Regions from separate parts of the Mus musculus genome. Here region 2 is linked to region 1. The links are chromatin contacts, called in public Hi-C maps. All regions are on one chromosome and are shown on one strand. Each heading gives the region's core, a stretch centred on a gene start, on an enhancer-like site or on the middle of the called end of the contact. The rest is flanking DNA. Distances are from core to core; before and after follow the strand shown. Region 1 has its middle 71 kb from the start of 9430093N23Rik. Region 2 overlaps Gm34112 (a long non-coding RNA gene).

Region 1 (5,750 bases), core at 2,011-4,510:
TCAAGCACATGTGATGGACCAGGAGCTTGGAAAGTCATCTTTCCCTATAGTGATAAAAATAATCTCTGAAGTCACTTTAGAAATCCCACTGATGTCTGAGAATCCTAGGGCATGGTGCTGAGTCCCCGTCCTCTCCTAACATGATATTTACACCTTACTTGCATGTCAGCCCTGGCTTCCGACAGCAGGTAAAACACTCCTGGGCTTGACTCCTAGCCACGTTATGGTTTTGAAGTCTGCTGCTTCCTGGTTGTTTTTGTCACAGCGACCCTTCCCATCCCAAATCTTGACCATTTTAGAGAGATGTTTGGCATTTCTGCTTTGTAGCCCTGAAGGGGGAGACTTCAGTCTTTGTGTCCAAAGAGCAGTGCTGACCCTAGCCAGGGCGGAAATAAATACAACATGGCTCCAAGTCCCTCGTTCCTAATCACTTCCCAGCTAGGCAGGGAGGGCATGGCGTCCTGGCACCGGGCCACATCATGTCTGTAGTCAGGAGGCAGAGAGATTAATGCTGGTGCTTAGCACGTTTCTTTCTATTCAGGCTGGGAAGTCAGATCCGGAGTTGGTGCCATCCACGTTCTGGGAATGTCTCCCCTCTCAGGTTGGAGTTCTCCAGGAACATGCTCATAGACAGTTTACTCAGGAGAATTCCTCTTTTCGTGATCCTAAAATCCAGTCAGGTTGACAATGAAAATTAGCCAGTATAGACAGAGAAAATTAACCACAGAGCCACCAAATTCCAGTATTTGCCTATTCAACAAATACATGATATTTTCATTCCCGTGGGACTGCCCTCCTGGGAAACAAACAACAACAACAAAAAAGGAGACAGCAAAGAATTCATGATAGGACCTGTTGGATTGTGGTCTCTGCTCTTCTATATAGAAATTTCAGGAGTGATCCCATTGATGCAAGTAGTCCTCTACGAAGAGAATACCAGGCAACATGAACTGTAAACAGTCAAATGCCAAAGTGGGAAGAGATGAGGCGTGGTGTGCATGTGGGCATGGCGGGATCCAAGCAAGAGCGAGACGTGGTGCAAGAGCTTCATTTCAGGCAAGAAGGAAGTCATGGGAGGAGGTTGAGGGTCAGAGCCACAGGATGCAAGTGTCTATGTTTCATGGTTAAGTTGGAGGTTGGGGGGGGGGAAATAGAGCAAAGGGCAGAAGTGGGAAATCAAGAGTCACTGCTGATTTAGCCTTGTGTCACGGCGGCTGGACAGTGAGGATGGTGAGCAAAGGCTGGAGTTACCATGTATTTCAATATGGAGTCAGCAAACTCAGCTTGGTGTGGTTATGAGATTCAGGAAGAGGACAGTTGCCACACCTGTGACCTGGCTCTCCAAAGGACAATATTAACATATGTTGTGCTGGGCTAAATTAGTGAAAGCAGACTCTATCTATCTATCTATCTATCTATCTATCTATCTATCTATCTATCTATCTATCTATCCATCCATCCATCCATCCATCCATCCATCCATCCATCCATCCATCCATCCATCTATCCATCCATCCATCCATCCATCCATCCATCCATCCATCCATCCATCCATCCATCTATCTATCTATCTATCTATCTATCTATCTATCTATCTATCTCCATCCATCCATCCATCTATCTATCTATCTATCTATCTATCTATCTATCTATCTATCTATCTATCTATCTATCTATGCATATCTATGTATCTATTAGCATTTTATGTGTCTATCACCTATCTATCTATCTATCTATCTATCTATCTATCTATCTATCTATCTATCTATCTATTCATCTATCTATCTATCTATCTATCTATCTATCTATCTATCTATCTATTCATCTATCTGTCTGTCTATATATGTATCTTTCTTTGTATCTATCTATCTATCTATATATATCTTTCTATGTATGTATGTATCAATCTTTCTATGTATTTATGTTTCTGTGTATTTATATATCTTTGTATCTTGTATCTATGTCTGTATCTGTGTATCTATGGTCTATCTATCTATCTATCTATCTATCTAGATACATTTCCACTGCTGCACAGAGTAGGTCTAGTTTTGTAGTTAGACACATTTCCACTGCTGGGGATTTTATCTGGAGATTGGTTTCCTTTTGCATAAAGTGGAGTAAAAGTAGGATAGAGAAACACAGAGACACAAAGACAGCCACGGCAGCAACACAGATGCCTTCTGAGGCGGAACAGAGGAGGAACACACGCGTGAGCTCTGCTGGCCCTGGGACAGGTGGGAATGCTGGGGTGTTTTAGCCAACATGTGTGTGTGTGTGTGTGTGTGTGTGTGTGTGTGTATGTGCAATGCTTTCAAAGGGTCAATTAAAAACAAGACAAAATCCTCATGCTAGTCAGATAAAATTATCAGACGGGCAGATTTCTCCCGACATCTGCCAGGTCAAGGAGCCGGAAGGGAGGCTGGAAGATTGGGGTTTATCAGAGGCACGTTTTGATTCTCTGATTCTTGTTTTACTTAACATGGTTGAGGCAGGACAAGCACCTTCCCTTAGCCCTCCTTTACTAGGTTGTTCTTTGGTGGGGAAAAAAAAAAAGAATCTGTCTACTTGAAACTGGGACAAGAGCTAGCTAGAGGGGATACCTTTATTTCTTTTGCCAAAGATAACTCTGGAGATTAAAAAAGAATTCTCTTCGAGTTTACGAACCCAAGTCCCCACATGGAAAGCCAGCACACTGCAAGCTGCTTCCCTCTGGTGTCAGGTGGAGGCTGAGGAGGGGAGAAGGGAGACATTAGTGTCTGGCCCTCGGGAGCATGGAGGGTATAGCTGAACGGTTCCTAACCTTTCTCTTGCCCTGAGGGCTGTTCTTTAACCTCACGACTCTCCCAAGGCCAAGGCTATTAAATTCTATGCCCCGCAGAGAATGCCAGGGCATCTCCCCCTTCGCGGTATTCAAGAAGTGGGATCAGGTAAGATATGGGTCATTCTTGCCTACAGCTATGCTTTGTTTGCGTGACACAGTAGTTAAAAATTTTCGTAGTTTAAAAATTAACTCCAGGGCTGGAATGATGACTTATTTTGTGTCATGCTTGTCCAACAAGCTTGAGGACCAGAGTTCAAGCCCCTGGACCCACATAACAAAGTCAGGCCTATCTTCACAATGCCCACACTGGGAAGGCAGAGGCAGGACCATCCCGAGGGCTTGCTTGCCAGCCAGCATCTGGTCCACTTGCTCTGAGCCAGTGAGAAATCCTGTTACAAAAAGAAGAAAGACACCTCACAAGGAAGAACATGTGACGTGGTCTTTTGGTCTGCACATGTGTGTACACACGTGCATGCACACAGGATCACGATGTTCACTGTGGGAGCACGTGTACTTGCACACACATGCGCACATATATTGAGACTTGCCAGTTTATTCTATATGCCAGGGCTTAGAAGCCAGGGTATTTGGATATCTACATGAAGAGTAGAATTCATGGCTTCTTCTGGAATCTGAAAGCTGTCATTTTAGAGCCACAGCTGCCCTGCCACAAGTGACTATGGAAAATGTACCCACATTTCTGAAAGCACAGTCACCGTGGCGCCCATCAATCTGCGCCCAGCGCAGTCTGCTTTCCATGGCTTTTCACAGCTGACCCATCGTAGACAGCCAGGAATGGACGCCTGACCTCTGTGTTTATGGTATCGGTGGCTATGACGTAAATTGCTGTAAATGGCTCAGATACCATCTTTAATTTCAACAGCAGCCTGCTCTTTAGTTCCCGACTTTCCCTTTTAAAAGCCAGTATTGCTAATTATCCTGGCGAAGCATTCTCTGCTTTAGACTCGATAAAGTCCCCGCTAATGGATCTGATCTTTGGTAGGTTAATCTAGCAGATACCCTCTCTCTTTCTTTCCCCCTTCTGGTGTTTTCCCTTCCCCAGCATCCTCCCTGCCAACTCATTCAGCATGCGAGGAACCTTCAGGTGTTTCGGAGCCTTGGAGAACCTTCCAGGAAACGCTGCAAGCTTGCCATGTTGTCAGAGGCTAAAAGCACGATGTTCAATCCAAAAGCTTTGTGTAATTTTTTTTTTCAAATTCAACATTCAAGTTAAAAAACTTGGATGCTTCTCTGCCTTACATTTTAATGAGTAGCTTTTTCTAAAAGGCTTAAAAAAATAATTCCACAGGCACAAAAGTTTAAATGCTTTGCCCAATAGCGTGGCGTGCTGAGGGGACATGCTGTTTTTGTGCCATTTGAAAAGCGAAAATACGCAAATGGGGGCTGTTGGGATGGCTCTACGGTTAGGAGAGCTTGCTACTCTTGCGGAGGACTAGGGTTCGATTCTCCGCATCAACACTGGGTGTCTCCACTGCCTGTAACACCAGCTCCAGGGGATCTGACACTTCCTTCGGGCTTCTGTAGGCACCCGCATTCTTGACCATATACCACCACACACACATACATGAGCAAAAGTAATCTTTAAGAAGCCAACAGTACTCAAACAGCAAGCAGGAGCCAAGATTAGACAAAGAAATACTGAATATTATGTTCTCATGTCGTAACCGCATCAATGAAAAAAGCAAAGCAAGCAGCTTCTTATGGATTTCCCCCCATTGTATCATTTTATAGGTGTGTGTGTGAGCCTGGGTGTCTGGTAAACTTTTGTGAGAATCATTCTTCCCATTAGTTTTTGTTGTAATTACCACCATGCTTATTGTAATTTCTGATTGATCTTCAATTGGTCTTGCCTAATAACACTTCATCTTGAGGTGTCTACGCCTGCAGGCTGCTCAGTTATGTGGCAAATGATTTATCTATAAACGCTCAACACGCCCGGGAGTTCAATATTTAGAAGGATCTCTTTGTAAAGCAAGGAGTGCTTCTGGTGTGCAAATAATATGGTGGTGAGTTCTGCATTGGGATAAACGTCAATGCTACCCTGGCTGAAGCGTGTCTCCCCTCCTCTCCCTTTCAGCAATTGCATGAAATTCTATGCTGGTTTGTCAATTCTCTTCAGGCCTATCTTTCTGCTAGGTTGTAATTTCCATGAGGGTAGGACTCATCTCTCTCTCTCTCTCTCTCTCTCTCTCTCTCTCTCTCTCTCTCTCTCTCACTCTCTCTCTCCTTTCTTCCCTCCCTCCTCCCTTCTTTCTTTCTTAAAGAATTAAAAAAAAACGCACATGTGCTATTCTCTGTATGGGTATGTGCATATGAATGCAGATGCCCTCAGCAGCTGGAAGAGGGTGTGAGATCCCATGGAGCCTTAGTTACAGGTGGTTGTGAGACACTTGATGTGAGTGTTGAGGACTCTGCAAGAGCAGCACAGCTTCTGTGCCACTCAGCCATCTCTCCTGCCTGCTTCCTTTTCCTTTTAACGAATCTGAGGGGAGTGAAATATGAGAAGCCATTGAGTTGAATCAGGCTAGTTCATTTGTACAGTTGGATGTTACCACATCTTCTCCAGGATGCTCTGATTTTACCCAACAGAAATTCCATGACCATTAAATAGCAATTCCCTACCTTCTCCTCCAGCCCCTGGAAACCAACACGTGTTCTGTCTAAAGAAATCAGACTGGACCCGGTGCCTTGGATGAGTGGAATCACACAGGGGTCTATGCCCCTGAGGCTTGTTTCATCAAGGATGCTAACCATGAGGATCATGTGAATCCTCATGTGAATGAAGATATCAGAATATCTTTACGCTTTATAAACATGTATGCTGGTAGTTAATATCGACTATTAGCTTGTCAGGATCTAGAATCATCCAGGAGACAGATCTCTAGGTGTGTTTGTGAGGGCATTTCTA
Region 2 (5,750 bases), core at 1,640-4,139, 310 kb after region 1:
TATCAAACAAAACAAAACAAAAAACAAAACAAGTGTTGTTGATTCTAACTCATCTGCATCTAGCTTTTAGTCTGTGGTTGGTCTCCTGGGTTGTGCAAATTGCCCAGTTTTGAAGAGTGTAATGAAGCTGTCTACGATGTAGTTAGAAGGGTACAGGATCCACCAGGAATGCAGGCACAAAAGCGCCAATAATGGCCTTTTAAACAGCTCTACCACTCAAGAGGCAAGAAGAGGGTGAAGAGGGCTGGGAGAGATGTCAGTTAGTAAAGTGGTTGCCGTTCAAGTCTCAGTTCCCAAGTTCAGTTCCAAACATCCACATAAAAAGCCATGTGGGTGAGGGACCTATAATCTCGATGCCCTCTCCGTGTTGAACAAGGAGATCATCAAATATTACAGAGCTCTGGGAATCGTTAAGTGCAGGCTGAGCAAGAGGAAGAACCCACTGGCCTGTAGATTACTCTCAGTATCGTAATTCTGTATTTTATTTTTATTCATCTCCCCACCACCACCTTTCAGTTTAACTTCTGAGAAATTAAAACACATCTTCAACGCCTACCTCTTAGGCTTCCTGGAAGCAGTGCTGACCCAACACTTCAATATCACATAGATGCTAGATGCTGGGATTTATGGTTGTAGACACTGGGCAGCTCTTGTCTGGGGTTGGGACATCTAGTTGGGGTGGTTGGGGTCTCTTGATTCTCTCAAAAGGAGTCCACAGAGGCTTCAGCTCCACCCTGGTCTTACCCCCATCTCCTTTATTTACTACTATTGGATGCAACTCTTCTATGAGTTCTCAACTTGGGCCTCCTGGGCTCATAAAAGCTTCATGGAGAGGGAGAGGGAAGCCTGGAATGCCACGGCACAGTCCTAAGGGACTTCTCAGCAACCAATCAATGCATCCCAATGTTGACACTCCCGAGTGAAAAGAATGTTGATGGCCCATCCATGAGTGCTGACCGCAGTCATGGATGGAGAGGAAACAGTAAAAGATGAGAAGGGGCTGTTAGGGGCGTGGCAGGCAGGTGAGGAGCTGCTGGAATGGAGGAAAGAGATGGACAGGATATGTTAGGAAGTGCCATTCAGGGCCAGTTACTAACTGTGCCCTGATTACAGGACTACCCAGGTGGCAGCGGGGCTCCCAGAAGTCAGTCTGAGGAGCTCACCTCTTAAAACACACTCCAACTTCATAGTTGAGCTCAGGGAAAGTTATGTTTAGCCCCCTCAACAAAAGAGTTTTATGGATGAAGATTTTTCCACATTCCCAAGATTCCAACCAACCTCAGGTCTGAATTAACTCAGATATGCTGTTTTGTTTACATAGAATATCCCTAACAGATGTGTGAGGACATTAGGGTCCCCTGGGAATATGTTTTCGAAAGAGAATCCTTCTTATTCCTTCTTCAGGTGGGTTTTTTTGTTGTGTGCTGGTGACTTGTGGAAAATGGACCACCTCTGGCTTAGCGATCAGGTCTGAACATTTCAGATGATGATAAACTCTATTTCATAGCATTTATCATTCCAGACATAAAAGTAATATATGTCAATGTCCTTTGAAAACTTCTCTGAGACACCATATACATGAATTATAATAACAAACATTTTTAGTTTTACAAAACAGATCATCCAACCTGACTAATAAAAGGTGACACAGGATCTAAGGAGATGACCCCGTACTTGTTGTACAAGCACGAAGACCTGATTTCAGACCCCCTAGTTAAAAAAGGGAATGGTTATAGGCACCTCTAACACTAGCACTGTCTGGGGCAGAAACAGGAGGGTCTACTGGGCTGGCTGAGTGCCAGCCTTGTTCCAAGTTCAGTGAGAGAACCTGTCTCAAAGGAACAATAAGGAGAGTGATCAACGAGGAAGACAGCAACATTCTTTCTCTGTCCTCTACACATGCATGTAAGAGTGTATTCATCCACACAAAGAGTGAGAAGATACCACACATACATATATGCATGCCTGTGTGTGCATGCACGCACATGTGCGCGTGTGCACACACACACACACACAATGGGGAGAGAGGAGAGAGAGAGAGAGAGAGAGAGAGAGAATCCTGCAGAGAGTGTTCTGAATGCCATCTCTGAGCAGAATCGTCATCTCAAGGCTCTTAAATCCTTCAAATAAGGAAGGTCCCAGCCCTCTGCTGCACAGCAATCCCACAATGCCCTGAGCCACACTGTCTAAAGAGTCCTCTTAATTTCACCCCAGAGCTCATCTGCTCTGAGTGCAGTCCTGATATCTTTGAGAGGTGGCAGCCCTCCCCCAATCTTAGTCAATTAAACAAGCTATTGTTTCTGATTAAGATATCACATCCCAGAGAATAACAGCAATTAAAGCTGGAACAGGGACCCCATGGGTCGCGCAGTCCACTTCCCCGCCAGCTCTCAAGGAGGTTTTACATTAGGCTGTAGTTTTATGTGGTTTTCCTGATTTGGTTTTTAAAATCCCAGTACCTGTCAGTGCTAATTACATTCTGGCTGGACATCTCCACCATGACTTGATCAACTTAGCACGGCTGATTTTCACAGGGCTGACACAGAGCGACTGCTGCTTGGTCATCACAGAACACTGGACAGTTGCCGGGCATGCTTCTGGAGGAAGGAAAGCTGTGCGGTGATTTGGTCTCCTGGGGAATTAGAGGGGTTTGTTTTCTGTCGGAAATGCTTTTGTCAGTTACTGTGTTTCAAAATGCTGGTAACATAGTAGGTCTTTTGTTTTCCTTTGGCTAACTTAGAAAAGAAAAGAAAAGAAAAGAAAAGAAAAGAAAAGAAAAGAAAAGAAAAGAAAAGAAAAGAAAAGAAAAGAAAGAAAAGTAGGTGTCTCCTATGCCTAAGTGTTACTTCGCTGGTAACCAATTCCCCCACTGCACGGGAGGCTGGAGCAGTCTGTAGGAGAAACAAATGGTCCCTGAGGATTTATTGCAGGATAGAGCTGATAGTTTACCATGATGCACTGCTGGGTCCTGCTGTTCACTTCCCTCCATTCTCAAGGCTGGAGTGTATGTGACAAATAAAGAAACAGAGGCCACTCCAAAGTCACCATGCCAGAGTCACAGTGGTAAACAGTCTAATTTTAACAAATATTTTATGGATCAAATTTGACCTATTTAATATCTTAAAATAATATTTATTAAATTAAGGAACCGATATGTTGTTAATTTTATCTAGGAATATTTAATATTACATAAATATAATTATTTTCTGTGTAACAATTTTACAAGTCATAAATAGTCAGTGGATTGAAGTTATTAAATAAGATGTTCAGCATGCTAATAAAATAAAAGTTTATTTTAAAACTAAACTGCTATAAATATTAATAATCTGAAACATTTTGGTTTTGTTATTTCCTTTTAAATGGTGTTGGCTCCATTTTGGCCCATTCTTTTTAAAATACCTGGGACCTCTTTCCCTTTGTAGGCCGTGGTCCAATTCCACACTGATGTCCCTGTTACTGTGTTTGGAGTGGAGTCTGTGCAGACTTTCTCACTACCACGGGGCTCCTCACATCTGAGGAAAACAAAAACTGTTATCGTGTTTGATTTCTTAATAATATCTCGAGTAAATCTGCCTCAGAGTGATTTAGGAAATATGTTTTATACAATATTACTGTCATATTCTTTTACAATTAAAACATATTATGCATACTGGAACAAAATAATAATGACCTCTACTCTCTGTCTTTAGCCTCAGCCAACAGGTTTCCAGGAACTCATTTTTGTATCTATTTTGAGAGAGATACTATAGTATTTCAAGCAATATTTCCCTCTAGCAGAGAGAGATGATAGACACATTTTGTTCTGAGTTGTGTGTGTGTGTGTCTGTGTGTTTGTATGTGTGTGTATGTGTGTGTGTGCTTTAAGCATGGAGTGATATTAATGGACAAATGTAATATGCACCACGCCTCACATCGTCTCAGGCCCTCTTTATGTATATTAATTTACTTGACATAGCTGAGTACCCTGTGAGACAGTCCTAGGCATGATGTTCATCCTCAAACAAGGCCACAGGAAGTTCGGAGCTTAAATTAGTTGCTGGAGACTTGAATGAGGTTGAGACTTACATCTCAGACACATTCTGAAATATTAGAAATAACAATGAACACTGATGCTTTTAACATGTATGTGATAGCTCACCTCTTATGAGCCAGTCTCCTAACCTGGACATTTGGACCATTTCTCCTCCCTACCCAGACTTTAAACACTGCGACAGTGACCGTGCTTGACTGCACACACTGCTTTTTCCAATTCTTTGAAACAGAACAACTTGGTTCATTTATACTTTCAGAACTAGAAAAGCAAACAAACCAACCAACCATGCTCATAGGAGTTGCTTGAATTTTCCTCCCATTCCAGAAACTCTTCTTTAAATCCTTGAGTGGGGCTTGGGTCTCCCAAATTCTCCAGCTGAATTTGGGGGCTCTGAGCACAGTACCTATTCTCTTGTATGGAGATTAGTCACAACACACTGATAAATTCTCACTCTGTAGGCTCCTGGGTCTGAGAACAGAGGGATTAAGACACATTCTATGCCCTTCTGCAGCACTGTGCACAAAGCATGACGTTCCTTCAGCACGCAGAGGGGTTAGACCTTCAGCCTTACTCCTTGAACTTACTCCTTGGTGGTTAAACTGATGGTTTCACCCCCGAGGAAGATTTAATTCCTCGATAAGCCTTAATCGTGCCCTGTGACATTTTTAGTTGTAGTGGTGGAGTGGTGGACCTAGTGCTATGGGGGCCAAAAGGTGGAGGCTAACTTCCTCACGATGTACACAGTATCTCTGCCTTTTCAACAAAAGATTACCCAGTGCAAGATGCCAGTAGGTTCAGGGCTGAGAAAAGCTCCAAGTCAATTATCACACTCTTTGATACCGTTAGTAGTCTGCCCATGGGCAAACACAGACACACCTGCCTTCGGCTTCACTAAGGTTCCCACGAATGCTCTTTTTTTACTGCATTAGGCTGTAATTTCTTGGGTTCACAGCTATTTCTATTAAGAAAGACTCTGCTGCATAGAGGTTAGTACCGCTCCTGCAGAGGATGGGGGCGTGGCTGATCACAACCACCAGAACTCCAGTTGCAGAGGATCCATCCGGGGCCCTCGTCTGACCTCAGTGGGAATCAGGGACACACATAACACATTACATAATACACACACACATACATACACATACATACATACATACAGGCAAAATGCTTATGGACATAAAATACAATGTATAAATCTGAAAGAGTAAAGTATCTAGAAAATAAGACAACAAAATGAATGCCATAAGAAGAACTCAAACTAGTGACGATTTCAGAAGAGACTGGACTAGGAGCTGGGGATGTAGCCCAACTGGTAGAGGGGTTTCCACAAAAGCACAGATACCCTAGATTAATGCCAAGAACACAGTTAAAAGAAAGCTGTGTTGCTGAAAACGTTTAGCCCCAGCTTGGGAGGAGGGGTAGGGAGTCAGACAGGCAGATCCCTGGGCCTCACTCCCTAGCTAGTCAAGCCTAAATGGTGACCCTTATGCTAAAGGGAGATCTTGCTTCAAAACACAAGGTGGAGGGCTCCTGGTGAATGATGCCTGAGACTGGTCTCTGGTCTCTACATGCACGTGCGTGGGCACACGCACACACACACACATACACGCACACGCACGCACACACATGCACGCACGCATGCACACACGCACACGCGCACGCGCACACACACACACACACGCACATGCACACACGCACGCATGCACGCACACACGCACGC

Evidence for each region. A called contact is a pair of places that touch in the nucleus more often than the background predicts.
Region 2: a contact with region 1 is called in a Hi-C map of the N1E-115 cell line, with 2.7 times the contacts expected there. The contact joins two enhancer-like sites. A contact is called at or near these places in 1 of 484 Hi-C or Micro-C datasets (the N1E-115 cell line) and 1 of 9 other capture datasets (embryonic stem cells).

Annotation. Positions count from the first base shown.
Region 1 is chr2:169,161,376-169,167,125 of GRCm38.p6, forward strand. No RefSeq gene overlaps it. Among named protein-coding and RNA genes, the nearest start is that of 9430093N23Rik, 71 kb to the right of the region's middle. Within about 2 kb of position 3,261, at least 1 of the 459 cell types and tissues checked has an H3K27ac peak or open chromatin away from gene starts, as enhancers often do. A contact at or near this core is called in the N1E-115 cell line, where this site is marked.
Region 2 is chr2:169,472,397-169,478,146 of GRCm38.p6, forward strand. The region is part of intron 2 of Gm34112 (a long non-coding RNA gene); the gene reads right to left. The region is part of intron 1 of Gm14249 (predicted gene 14249); the gene reads left to right. Among named protein-coding and RNA genes, the nearest start is that of Gm14249, 13 kb to the left of the region's middle. Within about 2 kb of position 2,890, at least 10 of the 459 cell types and tissues checked have an H3K27ac peak or open chromatin away from gene starts, as enhancers often do. A contact at or near this core is called in the N1E-115 cell line, where this site is marked.